4 separate regions of the Sus scrofa genome follow, and regions 1, 3 and 4 are each linked to region 2. The links are chromatin contacts, called in public HiChIP or PLAC-seq and promoter capture Hi-C maps. All regions are on one chromosome and are shown on one strand. Each heading gives the region's core, a stretch centred on a gene start, on an enhancer-like site or on the middle of the called end of the contact. The rest is flanking DNA. Distances are from core to core; before and after follow the strand shown.

The links. Promoter capture Hi-C pulls out the DNA fragments that hold promoters and counts their contacts. HiChIP or PLAC-seq counts read pairs in DNA pulled down with a chosen protein or histone mark.
Region 1: a contact with region 2 is called in an H3K27ac HiChIP or PLAC-seq map of alveolar macrophages. The contact joins the promoter of MTERF4 here to the promoter of SEPT2 in region 2. A contact is called at or near these places in 1 of 5 promoter capture datasets (liver) and 1 of 2 datasets of contacts at active chromatin or transcription factors (alveolar macrophages).
Region 3: a promoter capture Hi-C map of liver shows a contact between it and region 2, with 2.7 times the contacts expected there. The contact joins the promoter of THAP4 here to the promoter of SEPT2 in region 2. A contact is called at or near these places in 1 of 5 promoter capture datasets (liver) and 1 of 2 datasets of contacts at active chromatin or transcription factors (skeletal muscle).
Region 4: an H3K27ac HiChIP or PLAC-seq map of alveolar macrophages shows a contact between it and region 2. The contact joins the promoter of ING5 here to the promoter of SEPT2 in region 2. A contact is called at or near these places in 2 of 2 datasets of contacts at active chromatin or transcription factors (alveolar macrophages and skeletal muscle).

Annotation. Positions count from the first base shown.
Region 1 is chr15:139,885,205-139,888,857 of Sscrofa11.1, forward strand. It overlaps MTERF4 (transcription termination factor 4, mitochondrial), which reads right to left and starts at 2,301. Exons shown (of 4, transcript XM_013982508.2): 1 at 2,181-2,301; 2 at 179-662. The coding sequence starts at 581. PASK (PAS domain-containing serine/threonine-protein kinase) reads right to left here. Exons shown (of 18, transcript XM_021075709.1): 18 at 2,235-2,337. The coding sequence ends at 2,327.
Region 2 is chr15:140,022,752-140,026,177 of Sscrofa11.1, forward strand. SEPT2 (septin 2) reads left to right here and starts at 1,631. Exons shown (of 13, transcript NM_001243793.1): 1 at 1,631-1,736. HDLBP (vigilin) reads right to left here and starts at 2,585. Exons shown (of 28, transcript XM_021075261.1): 1 at 2,372-2,585.
Region 3 is chr15:140,221,092-140,224,797 of Sscrofa11.1, forward strand. THAP4 (THAP domain-containing protein 4) reads right to left here and starts at 2,363. Exons shown (of 7, transcript XM_021076412.1): 1 at 2,148-2,363; 2 at 1-138. The coding sequence starts at 2,224. ATG4B (autophagy related 4B, cysteine peptidase) reads left to right here and starts at 2,872. Exons shown (of 13, transcript NM_001190283.1): 1 at 2,872-2,895. The coding sequence starts at 2,886.
Region 4 is chr15:140,263,368-140,266,956 of Sscrofa11.1, forward strand. It overlaps ING5 (inhibitor of growth protein 5), which reads left to right and starts at 1,341. Exons shown (of 7, transcript XM_021075111.1): 1 at 1,341-1,450; 2 at 3,495-3,566. The coding sequence starts at 1,414.

The DNA.
Region 1 (3,653 bases), core at 1,051-3,550, 140 kb before region 2:
GCCCTCCCCTCCTGCGAGGCCCTCTGCAGAGGTCACGCCTCTTTCCCACCCGCAGGCCAGCTCACTCACTCCCCTTGAGGTCTTTCCCCCGAAACCGCCCCTAATCCACGTCGCCACGCTATTTACGCCCCAGCTCCGACCGCCCAGCACCACACATGAAAGGTACACCTTCTCGTACCCTCTCCGAGCCCAAGCTTCCGCAGGTAACTGGAGCGCTTCTTCATCTGCATCACAGGCAGGTCCAACAGTTGAGGGCTTCTCTTCAAGGCCACACACACAGGTTCTGGATTCAGACCCAAGAGCATTAATTCTGAAATGATGTCCAGCAACTGCTGAGGGCGGGTACCTGGCTGCAGACGCAGCAACTCATGAGCGTGGACATCACTGAAACCCAGGTCCCGGAGGGAACGGACCACCGTCTCCGGCTCCACGGCAGTCCTCTGCTTCTCAAGGAGGCACCGAGTCAGACCCGTCCTGTGCTCTGGTTCCTGCACACGCTTTCCGGGTTCGACAAAGGATGGCTCCTCGAGGCCGCCTCCATCAGAGACCGTGGTCAGTTTACGCAGCAAAAAAGCCACCATCCTCTTCTGCTCTCCAAGCTGAGGAGTGTGTCCAGCAACGACGGTCCCCGTGACAGGCGTGAGCCGGTGCCACTGAAAGACCTGAAAGACACGGCGGAATTGATTCCTCACCACTCCAATGGAATGGACACCCCAGGATTTCTGACCCAAAGTATTTATATAAGCAATCTACAAAGTCTTATCCGAACTTCAAAAGCCTCCGGAGAAAGAAGTTCACACCCAGAGAACAGTCTTGCAAGAGCCTAGCGGTCGGCTTCTGCTGCTCTAGCTGAAGGACGGAGCAGGACTATTTCAAGGCCACCGGTGAAGTCTCCTTGCGGGTGGCTCTTTTCTTCCTCCGTTCAGTGCCTGAACATGCAAATTTAACTGACCGATTAACAGTAAGAAAAAAGAGTTGCATATGTACGCAAATGGTGGCCCACAAAAAGGCAGCTCCCTAAATGCTAGAGTTAGGGGCTAACTTAACAGGGGAGAGGGAGGGGGAGAAAGGGTTCTATGGGAAGAACGAATGGGTGGGCTTCTAAGGGACACATGGGCGATCCAGAAGGTTTGTGACAATGTGTGTTCATGCAGACACAAGTGGTCTGCCCTCCTTTTTAAAAAAACAAACAAACAACAACAACAACAACAAAACCTCATGGCCAAAGCTCCCCAGGAGAAAGGACCTATGGCACCCTCACGCCCACAAGTTTCTACACTTAGTGCCATAAGGGAAGCTCCAAGGCTGCTTTCTGTGTCTGCTGTGGGTCCGAGCTGGTACCCACACCTGAAACATCTGGACCTCATGCTAGTCTCCAGACTCATGTACCTAAATTCATTCCGCAAAAAGAGTACTGTCAGCCTGTCCGCCAACTAAACACAATTCGCCTTCACTTGAAAATTCCCCAAGGGTTCGAGCCAGCGCGTGACACGTCGGGGCCAAATCCCGAGGCCCCGCACAGCCGCACAGCCCGTCCCAAACCCCCTCCGGCGCAGGCGCCCCCGCACCCGCGGCCCGTCAAGCCCACCCGCTGGCCGCCGCCGCATCCCCCCCGTCCTGCTTGCGCTCCCGCTGCTTCCTCCGCCGGAGTCACCCCCGGACTCGGCCCAGCGCCCGGCGCGGGGAGATGCGCTAAAGCCGCGCTGACGGAGCAGGTGTGGGTGCGGCCCTGGACCCCGTGCGCGGGCCGGGGAAGCTACAGTGGGAAAGGGCCCCGGCAAGCGGCGCCGCCTCACCTGCCGACCGAGCGCCGCCATAGCGCCGAGGCAGGGGCAGCAGGGGGCCGGCGCCGGAAGCCGGCCTTCTCGGGCCCGCCCCTTCCGCCCTCCCGGTCCGCCGCTTCCGCCCTCCCCTGAGCAGCGCGGGTGCCCGGGAGGCGCGTTCCGCCCGCCCTCCTCCGCACGTGTCCAGCGCTGGGCTGGCTGGCCCGGGCCTGGCGCCGCCTGCTGCCCGCCGACACCGCGGGCCCCGGAACCCCAGGTTCTCGGCTTCATGCCTCCGCTGCCCGAATTTCCCACGTTCTGGAGCTCTGGGCCAGCGGAGCAAACGACCCGCTCCTTCCACGTACTTTCGCTTCCTGTTACTTAAAACTCCTCTTAGAGGTGAGATGAAGCTCTGACCTTGCCCGGATTCCACAGCAGCTTCAGCCCAGAAAGCGAGGTCCCTCCCGGAGCCGTTCCCTGGGACTGGCAGCCTGAGGAAGGTGGAGTCGGTCCCAGATGCAGTTGGTTAAGATTTCGTGTGAAGGTTATGTTCAATATGCCGCTTAATGACAAACTGAAACGAGACGGAGCCGTGACCCCAAGCACACAAAACGGCGCGTGATGGCTGTTGAGGACCTGGTCTCAGTCGAGACTCTGCACCACGTGGAACTTAAACTTTCTGAACTGCATCGGACCCCAGGACACCCCCAGGCTATTTACTGCAGCCCCCGCCAACCGAACCCTTAGGGCCAAGGTCTGCCCTTACAACTATGCATCAGTTTCAGAGCCCAACAATCATTTAACAAGCACCTTCAGTGCTTGCCAGCTCCAATTGTAATTCCTGATGAACCACTTATGTAACTAACTGTGGCCTCCTGGTTTTTGCCTTTAAAAGTCACCCTCATGTTACAGTCTGGACAGAACACAGTTCACATGTTTTTACTGTTTTGTTTTGTTGTCTTTCTAGGGCTGCACCTGTGGCATTTGGAAGTTCCTGGGCTAAGGGTCAAACCGGACCTGCAGCTGCCAGCTATGCCACAGCCACAGCAGCACAGGATCCAAGCTACCTCTGTGACCTACACCCCAGCTCACAGCAACACCAGATTCTTTAACCCACTGAATGAGGCCAGGGATCAAACCCGCATCCTCATGGATCCTAGTCAGGTTCATTACCACCGAGCCACGGCGGGAACTCCTTCAAGTGCTTCTTGCGCCTGTTTCCTGGGCTGCAGTCCAAACAAACCCCAAAGAAACACATTTTTTATTTCAATCAGGTCTGTAGCTCCAATTCGACCCCTAGCCTGGGAATTTGCATATGCTGTGGATGCAGCCCTAAAAAAAGCAGAAGAAAAAAGAAACAAAGAAACAGCAGAGGCTGGGGTTTGGGGGTACTTGAAAAGTCAACAGCACCATCAGTCCTCTAGGAAAGCCCTGCTCTCTGGACTTACACCTGCAACATGGACAAGAAAATCCCTGGGCCTCAGCCTCAAAGCTTTTCTGTGCAGGTTCTTTCTGCAAAGAACACTCCCAAAGCGTTAGACCTTCTACTGACATTGTATTAGAGGAGTTTTATTTTTTCTTGAAAAGGAATAGTTCTTGGGGGCCCCAGGACGTTGTGTTCTCAGCCCATTGCATATCTGTCTAATAAAGAAGTTCTGTAACTTCTTAGGTGTTATAAGCATCATAAACACTCCAAAGAGGAGTTCCCGTCGTGGCTAAGCACAAACAAACCCAAAATAGTGTCTAAGAGAATGTGGGTTTGATCTCTGGCCTCGCTCAGTGGGTTGGGGATCCGGCGTTGCCGTGAGCTGTGGTGTAGGTCGCAGATGCAGCTCGGATCCTGCATTGCTGTGGATGTGGTGCAGGCCGACAATTGCAGCTCCGATTTGA
Region 2 (3,426 bases), core at 381-2,880:
GTCATTGTTGCCACTGGCTTGCAAACTCTGTTCCTCGATTTTCTCCAAACCTAAACCTCTCCTGAGAGGCTGATGGTTGAGGTCTCAAATCCAGAGAGCTGGGAGTTCAAACGACTGAAGCCATTCTGAACCAAACACCTCCTCAACTAGTTTAACACCGATGCCAAGCTCCCAGTACTAAACGAAGACACCGGGTTTAGCTCGCGGGCACTTAACTGTCCAAAACGATGGCAACAGGACCTAAGCACCAGGCGCCACCCGTGTCATTAGCGCAGGTTCGCCTCTTCTGCAGGACGGCACGAGCAGCTGTCAGGATCCCGTGACGCGCCCTATCTTACAGGGTCTCAGGAAAGTTACTGCCAAGAACGCGACGGTCCGTCCTTACGCCGACACCAAGCACGGGGGGACTCAATGCCTGAGGGCGTAAGGCAGCCAGGAGGCTGAGGGCAGACACCCCAACCGCAGACCCGATGCGTGAAGGGCAAATCATCCTGTTTCTGAGGCTTCAACTCATCTATACCCCTGCAGATGTTTCATTTGACCACGAGCGCTGCGTAATCAACACGGAGGGCGACTGCTCGGCTGCTTCACAAGGTGCCCGAGCACCGCGCCAAGGCGGGCAGAGGACACCTGGCCGCCGGCCCCGAGCGCTTCATTCTTTCCGAAGACGCCCTCTCGGGATCCCTACGGCCAGAAACAGCTTCGCCCCGCAGACCCTCAAGAACCGTGCTGACTTTCAGTCGGGGGAACCCAGAGAGGCTTCCTGTACGAGGGCACTGGCGCCCAGCCTCCCAGCGAGTACGGGCCAGCTGCGGAGCCTGCAGGCCGCGAAGGGAGAAAGGACGCCCGGGGCCGGGCGGTCAGGCCCCGGCCCGGCCCTCCCGCCCCCGAGCCGCGCCGCCCGCGCGGGCTTGGAGGCGCCCCAGGCCTCACCTAGCCCAGGACGGCAGCCGCCCGCCCGCCCTCCCCCTCCGCGCAGGCCCCAGCCCCGGGCGCACGAAGGCCACGTCCCCGGGGACGGGCGCGCAACTCTATGGTCAGCGCGCCGGCCCGCCGGGCCCACGTGACGCGCGCCGGCCAATGAGGCGAGGCCCGGACCACCGAGACGACGGCCGCCCGGCGCTAGAGCAGCCCCGCCTGGCCGCAGGCCGCCCTCCGCGGCCTCGCTCCGGCGCTCCAGCTCGGTGCTGCCGCCATCTTCCTGGAGGAGAGGAGCGGAGGCCAAGGGTCCCCTCGCCGTGCTCCGTCCCAACTCTTACCGCCGCCTGCCCTCCCCGCGTCCGCCTCTCCTCACAGGTCATTTAGCTCCATCTGTAGAAACGCTCTTTTTCCCACCCCAGTTACTCACAAGGCAGAGTCACATTACCTGTTCTACTCTTGGCAGCGTAAGGAAACCCAGCTCATAAGGTAAGAACTGTGGCGAAACAGGGGCGAGCCGCCATCTTGGTAAAGGAGAAGAGGCTACGCTTGACCTCCCCCCACCCCCCAGCCTCTATATGGCCAACTGCTGTGGGAGGGGCACGGCGCCTGCGCAGAGGCGGAACCGCGGACGAGCCCGAGCCTGCGCACTCCACAGCTGGCGAATGGGGGCAGGGACGGAAGCGTTTGGCAAGGGGCGGGCCGACGTGATGACGCAATCCGACTGCGCGCGGAGCTGGGCGGGGCGCGAGCAGGCGGTGGGTGCTGGGCGGGTCCGCGGCGCGGTTGGTCGGCGCTTGTTCTTCGGTTCGTCCGCGGTGAGTATCTTGCGGTGTGTCCCTGCCGCCGCGGGCGAGCGAGGGAACCGACGCAGAGGGGCGGGGGCCAGTTGGGGAGGGGGCCCGGCCGCTCTGGGGGGCAAACGGGCGGGGCCGCTCGTGCGGTGTGGGGGAGGGGCGGCTGGCCCCGTATTCTGGGCGGTCCCCTGGCCCTCCCCGGGTCTCCGCTCCCTCCCGCTCGTCCCTGACCCTTGACCCTCCCCCGCTCTCCCCGGGGCTCTCTGCTCTGTTCGTACCCTCTCCGACTTTCCCTGGCGCTCTCCGGCGCTCCCCACCCTCTCTCTCTTTTCTCCACCCTCCCCCACTTTCCCTGGCGCTCCTGGGTCTCCTTATCCTCCCCCGTCCTCCCCGGCGCTCCCTGGTGCTCTCCGCTCACTCCCCGGCCCTACCCTGTCTTCCCAGGCCCTCTCCGGCTTTCCCTGGCGATCCCTTTCCTCTCCCCGGCTTCTCCGCCCTCCTGGTCCTCCCCAGTCTTCCTCCGCCCAGCTCAGCCCTAGGGGGTCCCGGGTCCCATACCTCCCAGGCTTTCCCCGGGCCCCCGCCCACCAGTAGTCTCGCCGCGGGCAGAGGCGGCGGGGTATGTCCCGCGAGAACCCAGATGACTGCTTGCTCACCTTGCGAGAACTCCGTGGGCCTGGGGCTGCTGGTCGTGGTTCGGGAGGGAAAGTGCAGGTCGGCCGCGATTTCGGCATGTGGCCATCAGGTTGTCTCCCTGACACGAGCCACTGCGCCCCTCCAGCTCCCGGCCGAGGGTAAGCCTCAAGGAGTTCTCGCCGCTTGGCCGCAGATACCGCGGGAGGAGAGGAGGCCCCGGGCCTGCGTGGGCCAAAAGAGGCGGGATGGAGGTCGGGCGGCCCCCCATTTCCGGGGAGGCCTGAGATGAGGCCGACTCTCAAGGGGCCCACGGGACCCACACGACCCGGCCGCCTCTTGCCTTTCCGGCCGCAGTTTTCGTCAGTACCTCCCCTGTCTTAGCGTCTTTTCCCCACACGTGCACCGGGGACCACCTGTGCGGAATTCGTAGGTGGACTGCTGTGGTCCTCCTCACCTGGGCCTTGGTCCAGGGCCTCCTGTCTGACCCAGTTCCCTCCCCCTCTTTTCTGGTACCTGCTCTGTTACTCAGACTCTCCCTGATGAGATTTCTTCCCCTGAAGTGGGTGTTGGCCTGAGGTCAGCCTCTCATCCTGCGTGGTACCTGTCCTGGGAGGGGCATGGCGCTATCCTTTACTGGTCCAGCTCGGTGACCAGCACAACTCAGATCATTGTAATAGGTCAAGATGACCTAAATGCTCCAAATCCGTCTTACCATCGTGAGGAGAGATGGTTAGGGGTTCGGGGTCATGTGATTTGAGGTTCATCGTTTTTGTTGTTGGTAGCTCCCACCCAGGCTTTCTTTGCTCCACCTAGCATCCTGACTCCCAGCTAATCAGGGCAGTGATCTCCTGTGCTCTCACAGGTTGTCCTGATATTTTTCGTTTTTCATCTTGTTCTCTCACTGAGCTCTGCAGCCCAGGGTAAAGAACAAGGGCTTGTCCATCAGATCGCAGTTGCATCCTGACCGCTCCTGAACTGGCATACAGCCCTCCCTGGGGGGATGGATGGCACGAGCCTCCCTGTCATTTTTCATAAATGTTGTTGAGGTCTGTTTTTATACCTAACTCAAAAGGCA
Region 3 (3,706 bases), core at 1,113-3,612, 200 kb after region 2:
TGGTCCTCCAACCTCTTGGAGAAGCTGTCTTTGGTGAAATGTTCACTGCAGAGGAAAGAGTACTTCGTGGGGGTCCAGTTATCCCTCTGAACAGCCTTTAACCACTGGATCAGACGCTTTGAGTCCTTTAGGGGGAATCTGCAGGACAAATGACAAGTAAAGAAGATATAATTAAACATCTGCTCCTAAGACTCTTAGCTATAAAAGCAGAACACCCAAATCTGTGTTGGCTTTACCTGTTTGATAACCTAGGAGACATCTGAGGAATCCCTACTGAGGAGTTACTACTGGAACAGAAAGCCGGGAGATGCACTGCCTGCCCCTGAGAAGCTTACGGTCTGCAGGGTAGGAAGGAAGGAAGGAAGTGCCTGCTCCAGGCGGGAGGGGGGGGGGGAAATGCTGCAGACGCTGGCACCTCGGGCCTCACCGCACCAAAGGTTTGGGGAAGCCCTGGAAAGACCTCTAGAAGCTCCCAGATGGACAACCTCCCGACGTGCCTGGATGCGCAGGACTCTGGGTGCTAAAAGCGCATGTCAGGCCAGGTGTCAGTCAGCAGAGATGGGAGCAAGAAGCCAGGAGAGCACCCCAGACACCACACGTGCCCAGCTGCGGCTCAAGCAGCTGAAGTGAGACCAGCTCTAAAGGAGGTGAGTCTCAAGGGCTGTAGTCCTGCGTTCCCCAGGGCATGTCCACCTTCAAAGAACAGTCAGCCCCAGAATATACTGAATAAGATTCTTAGTAAGCATTTTTTTTCTCATTTTTCTCATTCAGGCAAGCTCTGTATTTAAAGAACCCCCACAACACCGCACCCGCAGGGGTGGGGCGGTCATTCTGGAGGGCTGTTTGCTCCACCTGGGGTCACCAATCTAACCCACTGGGGCTGCTGTGGCCCAGGACAGGCGGATGCCAACTCCTCAGAACATGCCCCTAAATTTCCTCACTGCTTTGGGAGCCCATTTCATCATGACTCCCCGGTTCCCACCTCCCCTGCCCCAAACCGGTTTGACCTTAGGAAGGAACGAAGGAACCCAAGAGCTCTTCTGTACAACACTCTGCTTCCATTTTCAGAAACAGTAACAAAACGACTGGCTCTGAAGGAAACTCTAGAAAACTTGGTGAAGAATCTGAAATACACGATATCACTACTGGGAAAGATTGTAACAACTTAACGACCCAGAGCAAACCACTGTGAACCTTCAATAAGACTATACGGAACGACCGCCAGCCACTTCTTTAAAACTTCAAAAACATCCTGCAACATAGGAAACGTATCCCCAAGAAGTTTTTTAAAGCAGATCTCCTTCTCTCTCCTGTTCTGGTTCCTCCAGCGCCAAAGGTGCAGAAAAGGATTTGCTGAAATGGGCTGGATTCCAGAGCTTTCACGAAGTGGGCCAGGCCAGAGCGGCGACGACCCCCCCCCCGCCCTTCCCCGGGCCAGTTTCCGCGGGCGCCCACGGAAGGAGGCCCTTCCACGACTCGCAGGTGAGCCCCCGGTGAGGCGCGCGCCGGGCGGACGACGCAGGAGGCTGTCAGACGCCTCCTCGGACTCACCTCCACGCGGCAAGGCTACCTTCCCTGGGGCTGACCGCGAGGCCCCTTCTAGCGACAGGGCGTCGGGAGCGCGTGTTAATCCACGAAGCACAAGTTGCATTTGCACGGCCACATCCCCGATCGCAGAGACCAGGGCAGGCTCCCCCAGGACGAAAGGAGCAGACAGAAGAGTCACAGCAAACGCAAGAGAACAACTGACCTAAGGAAGAGCGTTTCCCGAACACACCGTTTCTGGAAATTGGCGGCGCCCACCCGAATCAATGGAGAGCAGGGCGGCCGCGCGGTGGGGGAAAGGGCGGCGGAGGCCACGGGCGGCCGCCGGCGGCCGGGGGTCGTGGGGGACGGGTGGCCGCGGGGCGGAGGCCGCCGGCCGCGGTGGCCCGAGGCGCCCGGCCCAGAGACGGCGGCCCGGCCAAGGTCACACAGCGCCCGCGCTGACTCACTCCCGGGACCGGCCCGAGGCCCGGCGCCCCGAGCGTCCCCGCGTCCGGCCGAGCCGCGCGGCCTCAGTCTCCCCGCGGGGCCGGGCCGGGCGGGGGCGTGGCCCGCGGGCCGCGCGGGCGGCGGGCAGGCGGCGGCGGGCGGGGCCCGGTTACCTGTGGAAGGAGACGGCGCGCTTCTCCCCCTTGCCCTGCCGGTTGGAGCAGTTCGCGGCCGCGCAGCAGATCACCATCTCGGGCCTCGGGCCGCCGCGCCGCCGCTAGACTCCGGCCCTCGCCTCGCCGCGCCGAGCCCCGAGCGGGACCGCCCCGAGGGGAGGGCGCGCGGCGACACGGCTGCGGGACGTGGGAGCCGGCCCCGCGGCTCCCGCCGTACGGCAAGATGGCGGCGCCCGGCCGCCCGTTGCCCCGCAGCCCAGCCCGGCGCTCGGTGCCCCCGGGGTCCCTGGCACTCTGCGGCGCGCAACCCACGGCTCGCCGCGTCGGTGGTGGGGGCGGGCGTCCCGGGCCGGAGGCGCCTTGCAGTGACATGACGCGCGGGGCGCATCCGTACGGCAAGATGGCCGCGCTGGCGGGCCGGCACGGACAACGGGCTCACACGACCGTCCCGGGGCCCTGGTGCTCGCCCGCGTCTGTTTCCGCTTCCCCGACGGGTGGCTGCTGGGGTCCTGGGAGGCACGACGCAGGCCTCCCGGGAGTGGAGCGCGCGGGCCCCGGACTCCGTGCTGGGTCCGCCGTACGCCAAGATGGCGGCGGCGCACTTCCGTCGCGTATTTCCGGCCCCGCCCACGCCCGCGCCTGCTCGGCCCGGATTGGCCCCGGTGGCGGCCCGTCGCGTCGCGCTGCGGAACCGTCGGAGCGACGCCGCGCTCAGTCGGCAGCCCTAGAGGGAAGATGGACGCAGGTGAGGGCTCGGCCCGGCGCGGGAGGAACCCGGGCGGTGCTCGCCGGACCCCTCGTAGCTGGGGACTCGTCCGAGGCCTCTCCCGGCGCGGCCTGGCCGCGGGGCGGAGCGGGGCCGCGGGGCGGAGCGGGAGCGGGCGGCGTCCGTGGGAGGCCGGCGCGGGTCTGACAGCCAGTATTTGCGCGTCTCGCGCTTTTAAGGGCCGCCCGCTGCGCGCAGGCGGCAGGTCCCCCGGGCTTGAGGCCGGCTCCGACGACCCGGGGGCAGCTTGGTGGCCGGGACGGGAGGAGGGGCACCAGACGGTGCCGAGGCTCGGCGTAGCCGGTCCGAAAGGGCGGTGGGAGGATGCTTTTGTGTCCCCCGCGAGGAGTTGAGGAAACTAACTCTTGTAAAGTTATGCGGGCAGACTGGAGGCGAGCGGTGTACTCCAGCACGCCAAGGACACGCATTTTTTTTTTTTTTTTAATTCAGTAACCCGTAGGTGATCCAAGCTGTTTCTCTTTTGTGATTGAATAGGCAGGCTGGATCCATCTCGTCATCCCTTAACTTCCCGGGATCCTCATACAAAGAGCGGGGACCAGGGTGGGCAAGTGTGTGTATAGAAAGTGTACAAGTGTATGTACCTGTATATGTGCTCTTTTGGTCTGTTCCATCATGCTGCTGCTCCCGAGCAGACAGCTGCTTAATTTTTGTTGGCACTGTAATTTGGATCTTTGTCCAGTAGCCTTGAGACCATACTTACACTGTGAAAGGCCCTCTTTTTCACCCCACAGCAGAGGTAGTTCTTTCATACTTTGTAAGGAGTGATTTG
Region 4 (3,589 bases), core at 91-2,590, 240 kb after region 2:
GTGGCTGTGGCGCAGTGGGTTGAGAGTCCAGGGTTAGCTCTGTGGCAGCTCTGGGTTTGACTCCTGGCCCAGCACAGTGGATTAAGGATATGGAATTGCTGCAGCTGTGGCCATAGGTGGTACAGGTCACAGCTGCAGCTCAGATTTGATCCCTGGCCTGGGAACTTCCACATGCTATGGGTGCGCCCCCCCAAAAGCTTATTACTAAAAGAAAGAAGTCAATCTGAAAGGGCTACATGCTGTTTGATTTCAACTACATGACAGTCTGGAAGAGGCAGAACCAGAGACCAAGCCAGGGGCTGGGGCAGGGAGAGAGATGCATGGGTGGAGCAGGCCATTTTAAAGGCAGAGCAACTATTTTGTATGAAACTGTATTGGTGGGTACTTAACATAGTCTTACCACACAGAATGACTCCTAATGGAAAATCGATATGGTTTCATCAGTTGTAGTAAATGTACCCCAGAAATGGAAAATGTTTTTTTATTTTTTTAGGGCCACATCCGTGGCATTTGGAGGTTCCCAGGCTAGGGGTTCAATTGGAGCTGCAGCTGCCAGCCTACACCACAGCCACAGAAACATGGGATCTGAGCCATGGCTGAGACCTACACCACAACTCACGGCAACGCCAGATCCTGCACCCACAGAGCGAGGCCAGGGATCGAACCCACAACCTCATGGTTCCTAGTCAGATTCGTTTCCTCTGAGCCATGACAGGAACTCCGAAAATGTTCATAAGGGAAACTGTGTGTGTGTGGAGGGGGTATATAAGAACTGTTTCCTTCTCAATTTTTCTGATAACCAAAAACTGCTCTAAAAATAAAGTTATTAATAAAAACACCTACTTAATAAAGAAAGTGGGTAGTATGCAATTAGCTCCGCCAGCGTGTGTGTGCAGTTTCACATCAAGCATTGAATCGGGCCAGAACGGTTGCATGGAAACTGCAAACATTTGGTTGAAAGGTGAGCAACATAATCACAGTTCTGTTCCTTGGGGAGGTTGGAAATTTTCCTTTCCCTGAACAGCTTGAATTTCTATAACGAAGGTAAAATTGACAAAACAATGAATGTGCTTCCACTTTTAAATATCTGCCTGGGGTTTACGGAAGAGTTCAACAGAAGGGGTGTATCTTTACACCGGCATTTTCGCTGATGAAACGGCGCCACCCGCCACCCCCACCAGCCCCCGAAAACCTCCAGAGGCCGAGCGTGCTCGCGCACCTCGCAGCCCCGCACCTGCTCCGACCGCCCCGCCGCGACCCCGACCGGAAGCCGGGGGGCGTGCCCAGAGGAGCCCCGCCCCGGCGTCCGCCCAATCAGCGCGCTGGGCTCATTAATAGTGACCACGCCGGCCCCGCCTCCGCCTCCCGCGGCGCCACCGCCCGCGCAGACCCAGAGCGCGGCCGCGGACGAAGATGGCGACCGCCATGTACTTGGAGCACTACCTGGACAGTAAGCGTCCCCCGCCCCACCCAGGCCCGCCACCCACGCCGGGGCGCCCCCGCCGCGCCTCCTTCGCGCGTCAGGCTCCGCACACGGACCCCGGGGCTCGTGGGGGCGGCGGGGCGGCCCGGCGGCAAAGGCAGCGGGGGCGCGCGCGGGGCAGGCGGGGCCACGGGGGAGGGGCGCGCAGGGGGCGCGGCACGGGGTCCCGCCATCACGGCCGCGCCAATTCCAGATGCGTCACGGCGGGGAGGGGCCGGCGCGGCCGGGGCGGGGCCAGCGCGGCCCCGCCCTACCCTCCCGACCCGACCACGCCCACTCACCGAAGGCTCCGCCCGCGACCAGGCACCGCCCACCGCCTCCTAGGCACCGCCCGCTTCGACGTATGCCCCGCCCTCTCCACCGGGCCTCGCTCCTTCCCAGCGGGGCCTTGCCTTACCTGGTTCCCTGCTCTTCCCCACCGAGGTGGCCCACCAAGGTGGTTGAGACCCAGTCCTCTTGGACTCTGGGCCGGGTTTGGGGGTCCCAGGGCCTGGCGAGCTTGGAGGGCCTGGATTCCTTGCCTACTTGTGCTGTGACCTGGGAATTGCTTTCGAGTCCCAGTTTGTGCATCTACTAGGCATACTGATGTGGAGGGTCCCCCAGGGCACCTGTCTTTGTGCAGGGGGTTTGGGGGCGCAGCTTCCAGGGCTGGGTAGGGTGTTCAGGGCAGTGGTCATCACCACTGAGCCATAGCCATCTCTGGAGGACTCCTGAGCAGGTGGTTGTTCACGCTTTTCACAGAGGGGGTGGTGTTGCCTGCAGAGGCTTAGTAGCTTGTCACAGTTGAGCACTGGAGAGTGGAGACCCTAGCTTTAAACACTGCTGCCTGGCTCTGGCTGGGAGTTGGCCTGGGTGGGGGCTGGGTCAGGTGGCTCTGGAGCACTGGGTGTTCAGAGTCACTCTGGGCTGGGAGCTCCACCCGAGGTTGCTGAGAGTAGGGCGTGACCCCCTGCTCTGGGGAAGATGGCGAGGATCCAGCCCTCCCAGGGGGTTGCTCAGTCCTGGCCGTTTATTCTGCTCACCTGGCCCCCCGTGAGCACAGGGTCCTGGGTGGGAGAACACAGTGGAGGGAGAGGTTTCCCCAGCAGTGTCATTAGGGGGCCCGCCCTAGGTGTCTGCTGGGTGGCACTGCGGCTTGCCCTTCTCTGGCCTGGAGCCTGCCTGGTGGGCCCCTGTGGAGGGACTGAGGGACTTGAGTTCTGTCCTGTGTGGGGCTCCTGTGTGAAGGCTTGGGACCTTGAGCGCCGGCTGTGTTCCAGGAAGGCAGACATGATTCTTCCTTTTCCTGAAACTCACTATTGAGTGGGGCAAATAGAAGTTTCCAGGCCATGAAGGAGCCCAGGAGATCATGACAGTGCAGGGGTGGCACTGTTCTGGCAGCCGCACTAGGATAGCAGGGGGTCCACTCGAGGGCGTGGTGGGCCTGGAGGCCAGGATGGCATCTGTGCTGCTCCCTGGGTGGGCTGGGAGTGGGGCTTGGAGCAGATGTAGCTCCTAAAGTGATCAGCTGCGGCGGGGCCGAGGCTGGACTGAGAGGGCTGCGTGCAGGTGTGAGAGCAGCGGGGCAGGGCCCTCCACCTATGCTGTCCGTTGCCGTCTGTTTAATTTTAAATAACCCTGAGTAAGAGGAGAACTTGAGTCCCTCTGCATACTTGCCCGTTTCAGGGGCTTGGTAGCTCCATGTGGCTCCATCCTCATAAAGTCCCACGTGCAGCACTGGCCGGCCCCCGATGCCCTGGAGTTCAGAGTCAAGTGGAGGGAGATGGGGGGGCCTCCGGGTTTGGGACATGTTCCCTGGGAAGAGGTGTCTGCCGGGGAGGGGTGACCTGGGCCTTGGAGTGGAAGAATCCCACGGCATCTTCCTGCCTCTGCTTGCACCTCGTTTCTGCTTTCACCTCTACCTTCTCGAGCTTCTGACAGCCTCTGGAGCGTGTCAGCCTCTTACCAGCATGTTCAGAGTTTGGCACAAGTCGCTCAAAAAGGATATCTTAATCCTGTCTTTGTGTTTCAGGTATCGAGAACCTTCCCTGTGAACTTCAGAGGAACTTCCAGCTGATGCGAGAGCTGGACCAGAGGACGGAAGGTGGGTTCGGGCCTCTCAGCACA